Regions from separate parts of the Pan troglodytes genome. Here region 2 is linked to region 1. Evidence: chromatin contacts called from public capture Hi-C data. All regions are on one chromosome and are shown on one strand. Each heading gives the region's core, a stretch centred on a gene start, on an enhancer-like site or on the middle of the called end of the contact. The rest is flanking DNA. Distances are from core to core; before and after follow the strand shown.

Region 1 (4,725 bases), core at 1,418-3,917:
AATTAAGGAAACTGGGTTTTAGAAGGTCTAGTTCTTCCTCGGGCTTTGACCTAGCATTTAAAGGCGGGAAGCGAAGTTGCCCAATGAAAGCCAGTTGCCCTCCGTGGTTTCTTCTGGAGCACGACTGTACTCTCACCTTGTTTTTCCAGCCATGAATATTTATAGCGTGTCCTCAGGCCACGCACATATAGAACATGGTGTGACTCAGAGAGCAACGGAGACCCTGAGCGTCCCTCCTGTCAATTACTGGGAGGTATGGAGGTGGCCTGGTGTGGCTTCCCTCCAGAAGATGCTGGTTCCCATGTTTTAGATCCTGGCAGACCAGCCCCAGGATACCCAGCAAGGGTCCTGGGAAGTCTCCTCCATTTCTTGCAGGGAGAGAAACACTCTGGAATCTTTGTTTCTTTTCTTTCTTTTTTCCTTTCCTTCCTTCCCTCCCTTCCCTTCTGCTTCCGCTTCCCCTTCCTTCCTCCCTCCTTCCCTCTCTCTTTTTCTGTTTCTTTCCTTTCTTTTTCTTTTTTCTTTCTTCTTTTTTTTTTTTTTTTTTGACAGAGTCTCGCTCTGTTGCCCAGGCTGGAGTGCAGTGGTGTGATCTCAGCTCACTGCAACCTCCGCCTCCCGGTTTCAAGCAATTCTCCTGCCTCAGCCTCCCAAGTAGCTTGGATTACAGGTGTGTGCCACCATGTCCGGCTAATTTTTGTATTTTTAGTAGAGATGGGGTTTCACCATGTTGGCCAGGCTGGTCTTAAACTACTAACCTCAAGTGATCCCCCCACCTTGGCCTCCCAAAGTGCTGCGATTACAGGTGTGAGCCACTGGGCCTGGACTGGAATCTTTCTTTTATCCCCATTTCCAGCTGGATCAGAGTCACCAGCCATTCTTAGTGCCCCCAACAGAGGCTTCCAATACCATCCAGAAAGGCTCCCAGAACCCCATGGCCACCAGAGCCTCCTGGCTCACCAACCCCCGACTTCCAGTCTTCTAAACTGCAGAAAGTCTGCGTTCTCTCCCCACCTCCACCCCTTGCCTTTCCCCTAACACTGCACTCTGAGGCTCCCTCCTCCAGGAAGAATTTCTGAACCCTCACCCTGGCCTCCCACCAGGTGTGGAATGGCGGCCCCTCAGTTCCCATGGCCTGCTGTGATTCAGCTGCTGGTACTGTGGGCCCCTCCAGAGCAGGGCGTAGTTTTTTATTATGTAACCCCAGCATATAAAACAGGACCCAGAACATCATCTGCTCTCAAAAATATTTTGTCAAATGAATAAACAAGTAAGTCCATTTCCCCCAAGCAAATGCTATAGATAGAGGTGCATTTAACAGAGGGTGAGATGCCCAAAGGGAATTCCATGACTGCATCCTTGTCTTGTGTGTTCCAGCATCTCAGGCCCCTTTGAAAGGGCCTTCCTTATATTCCTTCTAAGCACCCCACTTTGGGGTCAGGTAAGGTCTGATGAGGTTAGATAAGAAAATGAGTGCAGAATACCCAGTGAGCAGCTCACACCAGTGGCAGGGAACCTCCTCTGCACCTCGTGACTCGTGGAAGGTTGTGGACAGGTGGTGCCATCTTAGCCTCTGGTGGATGCAGACTAGGCCTGTCAGGATACTTGTGAGTGATATGAAGAAAAAGCCGGATCCTGCCAGGCTTTAGACCCTTGAACCTTAGATCTCTGACCACATCAATGTGTCACTAAGGCTGAAACCTCCCAACCTGCAAAAGCAAATGTACATGCCTGGACAGTTCTGGGTTGGCTGTGCCAGTTAAGAGCTGTGTGATCTTCGAGAAGTTACTCCACTTCTCTGGGCCTCAGTTTGCTCCTCTATAAACTAGGGTCAATAATAGTGCCGCCTCAAAAGGTGATTGTAGGACTTAAACATGAAGCCCTGGCATCCGGGTTGCACTCAATCTATATTTTATTATTTATGTCCCTTAGCTGCGGCCTGAAGACAACAAGATCTGCTGAATGCTTCTCTGTAGAAATCTCAAGCAGGCCAGCTTTGTCTGCTTCTATGCGTTCTTCCAGAGTCGCGGCTACCCCATCTCTCTAGGTCCATAGGGGTCCGTCATTTCCCCCACGCTGGAGACCCAGTTGCCAGTCCTCCCTCCACTTTCCCCTGGAACTGCCATGGGATGCTCCTTGGCTGTAATTATGGCCCCAGGGTGCAGCTGCCATCAGAACACCTGCTGCCCAGGCCCTGCTCTCAGGGTGCGAAGCTGGGATCCCCTGTTCAGGCACAAAGACCTCAGCTGGCTGCCTTAGGGACCCCTCACCTGCCTCTCCGCTCTGAGTCCTCATTTCTCTCTCCATCAGCATCATTACATTAGAATTCTCGCCCTTCCACTTATCAAATCAGCATCGTGCCTGTCTGTCTCCGCCACTGTCAACAACGCAGCTTCTTGTGTCTCTTGCAACCGGGCGTCTGGGCCGCCCCTCTCTCTCTGGCAATTATGATTCCTTCCCCAGCTCACATCGAAAGTCTTTGTTCTTCTCCCTGAACGTTCAAGTTAATTTCCACTGACTGTTTATTCAGCCTTTGTACTGGCTGGCTTGCTACTCGCTCAGGAAAGGCAGGCCTTTGAGGCAGAGTGGGAAGGCAGAGCAACAGTTTGGGACAGGAAGGAAAGACACTTCAGAGAGTGAGGGGGCGAGGCAGGAGTCCTGAGGGCCCCGGAACGTGGGCGTGGGGAGGGGAGGAGGGAACCCAAGAGGGGTAGCCTGCCAATTCCCAGGTTCTGCTTTTCGGGTTAGCATCTTGGGGTATTTCTTCCCCGTGTAAGCGTGCGTGCAGATGCACGTGGCTACGAAGGCGCGTAGAGTCACAAACCTACAGATGCGGGAGGCAGAAAAAAATAGCTCTTGGCAGTTGCAGCTATCTCTCTGTGGGCCTTCTGTTCTGCCGAGCATCTGAGAGTTTGGGAGGAGGTTCTGGGCCAGCAGAATTGCGCTGCTCTGAAAAGGGAAGAATTTGGGGGCAGAGAAGAACCTGATCCCACAGGGAGGAACAAAGAGGAGAGTGGGGACTGGAAGGGGAGATGGGGAGGGAGGGAAGGCTGGGGTGGCGTGGCCGCAGGGGAGGAAGTCCCGGCCAGGGCGGCCTGAGGAATACCACGCGCCCTTTTAAGGTGTTTGCCCTGTGGTGCCGATTCGGTTTCGGGTAGCAGCCTTGTATTTGAGGTGCTTGGAGATGGGGCTGGGGGTGAGGTGGGGTCGGGCCAGGAAACGAGGAGGGAAAGGAAGAGATGTCTCATTTATGAATGCTTAACCAGAGTGGAGATAAAGCCACAGCCAGGAGACCCAGGGCTGAGCAGAATTTGGGGGAGGCTGGAAGTCTAGAAACTCAGCTCTCTGGAATTTGGAGAAATTTTGGAGATAGTTTTGGACTGTGGAAATAGAAATGGGCGGTCTAATCAATGCTACCCACCTTATGGGGCCAGGAGACCCCAGCTGACATCTGGGATTCTCTATATAAACACAGCCCTCCAGTATTTTCATAATCTAAAAATGCATACAAGCAATTATATGTAACACACAACATAAGACATTTATAAATCTATGAAATCATATGAAAATATAAATGAGAAAATCAAATATATTTAATATAAATACACGTATAAATATACGTTTTAGTATGTAATCATATATATACATAAAATGTAGAATACATAATCATATTTTTAATATATGTAATATAAATAATATCTTGGGACACAAAATAAAGTCACGTCTTTTACTTTCCCCATTCTGACCGCCTCTAACTTGTATTTGAAGTGTATAGGCCATTTACATTTTTTAACTTTATTGATGTATAATTAGAATAAAATAAACTGTACGTCTTTAAAGTATGCAACTTTAAAAGTTGTTTTTTTTTTTTTTTGAGACAGAGTCTCACTGTGTCACCTAGGGTGGAGTGCAGTGGCGCAATCTCGGCTCACTGTGACTTCTGCCTCCCGGGTTCAAGTGATTCTGCTGCCTCAGCCTCCAGAGTAGCTGGGATTACAGGTGCCCGCCACCATGCCCGGCTAATGTTTTGTATTTTTAGTAGAGATGGGGTTTCACCATGTTGGCTAGGCTGGTCTTGAACTCCTGACCTCAAGTTATCCACCTGCCTTGGCCTCCCAAAATGCTGGAATTACGGGTGTGAGACACCACGCCCGGCCATACAACTTTATAAGTTTTGACCTATGTACACATCCGTGAACTCATCACCACAATCAAGATAATGAACATATCCATCACCCCCCAAGTTTACTTTTTTCTAGGTAGTCCTTTCTGCCCCTCCCTCCCATCCCCCCCAGACAACCAACAATCTGCTTTACATCACTGGAGATTCGTTTGCATTTTCTGGAATTTTAAATAAATGGAATCAGGCGTATGATTCTACTTGGCTTCTTTCACCCGGCATCACTTTTTGAGACTTATTCATTTGCTTTGCGTATCAATAGTTCTTTCCTTTTTACTGCTGAGTTCCACTGAATGGTTGTACCACACTTTGTTAATCCAGCCACCTGCTGAAGGACATTTGGGTTTAACATTTAAATGAAAATGCCTCCCACATCCCATATCATGAATTGTAAGAAGTTCCTCTCTTTTCCTGAGTTTCTCCTCATTTCTGGAGTGCTCCAAGAGCTGCAGAGTTAATTTCTCCCTGGGCCAGTAAGTTCAGGACCTGCTGCCAGCACAGGTAAGCTGCTCAGTCTCCTGCTCTGGGCCAGGCTCCTCACTGCT
Region 2 (4,725 bases), core at 1,634-4,133, 460 kb after region 1:
CCACAAACTTCGTGGCTTAAAACAACAGAAACTTCTTGTCTCACAGTTCTGGAAGCCAGTGCTGCAGTCCCCCAAGAGGTTCTGGGGGACAGTCGTTCCTTGCCTTCTGGAAAACCAGCTTCTTAAGACTCCAGGTGTTCCTGGTTTGTGGCAGTACCACTCCATTCTCTGCCTACCTCTGTCTTCACATGGCCTTCTTCTCTTTCTCTGTGTCTCAAATATCCCCTGTTTGTCTTTTAAGGACACCTGTCGTTGGATTTAGGGCCCACCCCAAATCCAGGATAATCTCTTCTCAAGATTCTTAATTAAATTACATTTGCAAAAGTTCTTTTTCCAAATAAGGTCACATTCATAAATTCCAGGGATTAGGACATGGATGTATGTTTGGAGGGCCACTATTCAACCTGCTACACTTGTCCTAATTAGCAGTGAGGTTCCCTAAAAACTGGCCTATCCTGGCTTGTTTTATTTGCAAGGTGCCTGGGCCTGGGGGCTGGGGCAGAGGGGTGACCTTCAAAGACAGATGAGACCCAGAGTGCCCCACAGGCTGGAAGTGAGGGGTGAGAGGGAGACGCTGTCCCTGCATGGGATCCTCTGACTCGTGCCTGTTCGTGAATTGTGCAAGCAGAGGGCCATTGCCTTGTTGATCTCCACGTCCTTTACAGTGCCTAGCACAGGTGGCAGCTGGTAAACGCAGAAGGAAGAGCGGAATCAGTCTTGAGGCAAAGCAGTGACTCAAGTGGATTAGCAAGACGCTCAGACCCTGGAGGAGCAGAAATGGCTCATTCAGTCACTCACTTAGCACTTGGTGTGTGTTAGGGGCCCTGTTCCGTCCTGAGGACCCTTAGAGAACAAGACCCCAGCATCACCCTCTTGCAGGGCGCTCTGGCTTGAAGGCACGCTGGCCAATTTCCGCGGCCTCCGCAGTGCCACCCCTCCCTCCCTGTGGGATTGCGGGAGGGTGCTGGCTCTTAATCCATTCTACTGGGGCCAGTTAGGATCTGGGCCCTAGGAGGGTGGGGCTGGGGGAAGGGGATTAACCAAAAAGATTAAGTTCCTGGCTGAGTGCTCCAGGGGTCCTTGACTGGGTGGGAGTTTTAACCTGAAGTTTTTAAGGCTCCTCCCAACCCAGGATTCCTGAGACATACCCCAGTAGGGTGAGCTGAATGCCCTCAGGAAACTGAAAGTGCTTAAAGGAGCGCTTGAGGAAAAAATACCCCAAAGCCCAAAGAGAAGTGGCTTGGGGCCGTGTCGGTGTGGCTCTTCTCCAGCTCTGCAATGATCAGTGGGACCAAGGGCCAAGGAGAAGGAGATGCCCAAAGAGAGGGAATAGGATAGCGTTCCCAGCAGCTTTCTCTCAAAGGACCTGGTTTAGGGGGTAGGGGGTATAAACCTGGTGAAAGGTTTTTTTGTTGGACAGCATTTCAAACGACGTATCCTGTCGGATGTCTGCTTCAGGCCTCTGAGGTAACTGAGAACCTAGCTTTTACTGGGTGACACTGGGAGAAACTCGGCATCTTTGAGCCCCTCCAGCAGACACTCATGTCCACTTTATGGTACATCTGATGCTGCCTTATGTATCTACAACAGGCTGGACCGTGTATGCTGGGAGCACTGGCCCAGTATTTGGTGGGTGGTGGTAGCAAATGACATGATAAAGATCACGATTGCTGTGTTTCGTGGTCCTAGCCCTCTGTTTTACTGGAAATGGTTTGAGAGCAGATAGTAGCCTTTTTTATTCTCATACCGAAGAATCTGCTAGTCCCTGCAGGAGCTATGCTAAAGGAGCTCCACATATCAGCTCCCTGTTTCCTGGTGTTCCTTAGAAGATGGTGATGTTAGAGTTGGATGCATGAGAGTCAGAAGGGACCTGAGAAATTCCCTCTCCGTCTTGTGTTGCAGGGACCCAAAATAGACACAGAGTTTGAAAAGGAAGCATCTGTATTTTGCTCATTGACTGGAAACACAATTATCATAATATAATTTTGATAGAACAGCCATTCAGTTTTTGTCTTCCTGCTTGGTGTGTCTGGCTTAGTGTTCAGCCAGGTTCATACCTTTGGGGAGAAGAGTGTCTTAGCTGGGGCGGCTATAATGAAGTACCATGGTCTAAGAAAAACGGTTTATTTCTCACAGTTCTGGAAGCTGGCAGTTAAGAGCAGGGTGCCAGCATGGTCATTTCTGGGAGGGCCCCCCTTCCTGTGTACAGACAGCTGCCTTCCTATTGCATCCTCACATGGTAGAGAGAAAAAACAAGCTTTCTAGTGTCTTTCTGTAAGGGCACTAATTCCATTTATGAGGGCCCCATCCTCACGAACTCATCACCTCCCAGAGGCCTGAACTCTTAATACCATCACATTGGGAGTTTGGATTTCAACATGAATCTGGGTGGGGGGTCGGGGGGCAGCAAGGGGCAGCCACAAACATTCAGATGGCAGCAGACAGCCTTGTGAATCCTGATTTGGGTTGTGACAGGAGGTGTGAAACCCAGGGTCCAGTTCTACCACCTTCATTTGCAGATGCAAAAGTTGAGGCTCAGAGAGGGGAAGGGGCTCCCCCAGATTAAACATAAAGTAGATGCACAGTGAGAAGTGGAAGCCAGGTCTCAGTCTCCCCATCAGTGTGTCTGCCCCCATGGCCTGTGCTCCCTCGCCATGTTAACGCTACCATGTGGCAGCTGCATCCCATCCAAGGAGGGTGCAACCCTGCATGGGGCCATGTGGTAAAGCAGCACTTACTGAGTGGGGTCACAGATGGGGCCACATGCTGGAAACGCTGTCGGAGGCGGGAGGAGAAGAAAGAAAGGGGCAGGAGGGTAGGAGAGGAACTGAGGATACTGAGCAGCAGTCGCCTGCCAAAATTCTTCAGTGCAGCTTGTCTAGCAAAGCCGGTCTCCAGCAGAGTAAATACAGTGGATAGCTGACGGGCTGACAGCAGGCATCAAACAGTCTTAAACTGCCCCAAATCCAGAGCGCTTTTGAAGCAGCAGTATAAAAAGGATGCCTGCGCGGAACAGAGGCCTGAAACTTTTAATAGTTTCTTCCAGGCCTCAGGATGTCCTGATGAGGTATTAGAGGAAGTAATTCAGGAAGAAAAGGACAAATAACCACCTCCGTCTGGAGGCCGACCCGAGGGCTGGCCAGGGCTGCTCGCGGAAAGGGCAAGCGTGGCCCCGCAGTGATCCACGAGGCTCTGGTTAGCCCACCCGCCTGCTGCCGTGCACAGAGCCGCGGGGCCCTGACCCTTGTAAATAACAGACAAGTAAATTTCTTGTTTGCTTCGGGGCAAATGTAAACCACACAGTGCCCGCTGCATGTGGGTGAAATCATTAACTTTTCCTCGCTGTCGGAAGGGTGCTCAGTACAAATTAGAAATCATTGCCTCCAACCTCAAGGTCCTCCCAAGGATCCGCCTACCTACCCCCAGACCAGGAGGCTGTCAAGACCTCAGGACGTCAGAGAAAAACCTGGGCCTGCCAGAACTGAACTCACCCCGCCTCTCTTTGTTTTTTCTTCTCTCTCTTTTCCTTTAGGGTTTGGCTTTGTCACTTTTGAGAATGAAGATGTTGTGGAGAAAGTCTGTGAGATTCATTTCCATGAAATCAATAATAAAATGGTAAGTGTGTAGGGGTTGCGCTGAAATGGAATGCCCCCTTTCTCTACGTACACACCCAGTCTTGCAGACTGCTCCAGCCCATCATCAGGCTGGAGTGGGCAGGGGTGGGGAGGGGGCTAGATGCTCGGGGTCCAGGCCTGTGAACAGTAGCAGTTGTTTCATACTGAGGTGGACAAACTCTGTAAAGGGCCAAGTCGTGAATATTTTCATCTTTGCAGGCCATAAAGCTGACTGCAACTACCCAGTTCTGCTGGGTAGCGTCCATAGGCAATGCATACCTGAAGGAGTGGGGCTGTGTTTCAATAAAGCTTTGTTTATGGACACCAAAATTTGAACCTTATGTAATTTTCACAGATCACAAAATATTAACTTTTTAACCACTTAAAATGTAAAAACCAGGCCAAGCATGGTGGCTCACGCCTATAACCTCTGCACTTTAGAAGGCCAAGGCAGGAAAATCACTTGAGGCCAGGAGTTCGAGATGAGCCTGGGAAACATAGCCGGACCTCATCTCTTAAAAAAAAAAAAAAAAAAAAAAAAAAAAAAAAAAATTAGCTGGGTGCAGTGCACCTGTACCCCACCTACTCAGGAGGCTGAGGTGGGAGGATCACCTGACCCCAGGAGGTTGAGGCTGCAGTGAGCCATGATCACGCCACTGTACTCCAGCCTGGGCAACAAAGTGAAACCCTGTCTCAAAAAAAATAAAAATAAAATAAAATGTAAAAACCGTTCTCAATTCTTGGACTTTACATAAACAGGCAGAAGGGCGGGATTTGACCTATGAGTCGTAACTTGCTGGCACCTGGCTTAGGATATTCTTTTGCTGTGCAGCTTTTGAGAGGTATATCCTAGATAGGAAGTTTACTGCACCAAACTATTTTTCTCTTTGGGTCCTGCTGGAAAATTAACATTCCCTCCCTTGCCATCAATTAATTTCTGCCCTCTTGATCAGCTGCTTCCTTCCCTCTCTTTGGCTCTTTAAAGTTCCTTTTTCTGCCACAGCAGCCTCAAGAGGAAGGGAGGTTGGATTACTGGAAGTTTGGGAAGTTGTGTAGGCCTCCCAGATCAGTGGCCACCAGAGGGTGCCATATCATGCATAGCATTTGCACA

Evidence for each region. Capture Hi-C pulls out chosen DNA fragments and counts their contacts.
Region 2: a capture Hi-C map of stem cell-derived neural stem cells shows a contact between it and region 1, with 11 times the contacts expected there. The contact joins two enhancer-like sites. A contact is called at or near these places in 2 of 7 Hi-C or Micro-C datasets (induced pluripotent stem cells and stem cell-derived neural progenitor cells) and 1 of 1 other capture datasets (stem cell-derived neural stem cells).

The regions. Positions count from the first base shown.
Region 1 is chr19:70,252,869-70,257,593 of NHGRI_mPanTro3-v2.0_pri, forward strand. It overlaps LOC107969279 (a long non-coding RNA gene), which reads left to right. Exons shown (of 3, transcript XR_001711009.4): 3 at 1-460. Among named protein-coding and RNA genes, the nearest start is that of AKAP1, 39 kb to the left of the region's middle. Within about 2 kb of position 2,668, at least 10 of the 24 cell types and tissues checked have an H3K27ac peak or open chromatin away from gene starts, as enhancers often do. A contact at or near this core is called in stem cell-derived neural stem cells, where this site is marked.
Region 2 is chr19:70,714,203-70,718,927 of NHGRI_mPanTro3-v2.0_pri, forward strand. It overlaps MSI2 (musashi RNA binding protein 2), which reads left to right. Exons shown (of 14, transcript XM_063799024.1): 8 at 3,533-3,615. Among named protein-coding and RNA genes, the nearest start is that of CCDC182, 150 kb to the right of the region's middle. Within about 2 kb of position 2,884, at least 3 of the 24 cell types and tissues checked have an H3K27ac peak or open chromatin away from gene starts, as enhancers often do. A contact at or near this core is called in stem cell-derived neural stem cells, where this site is marked.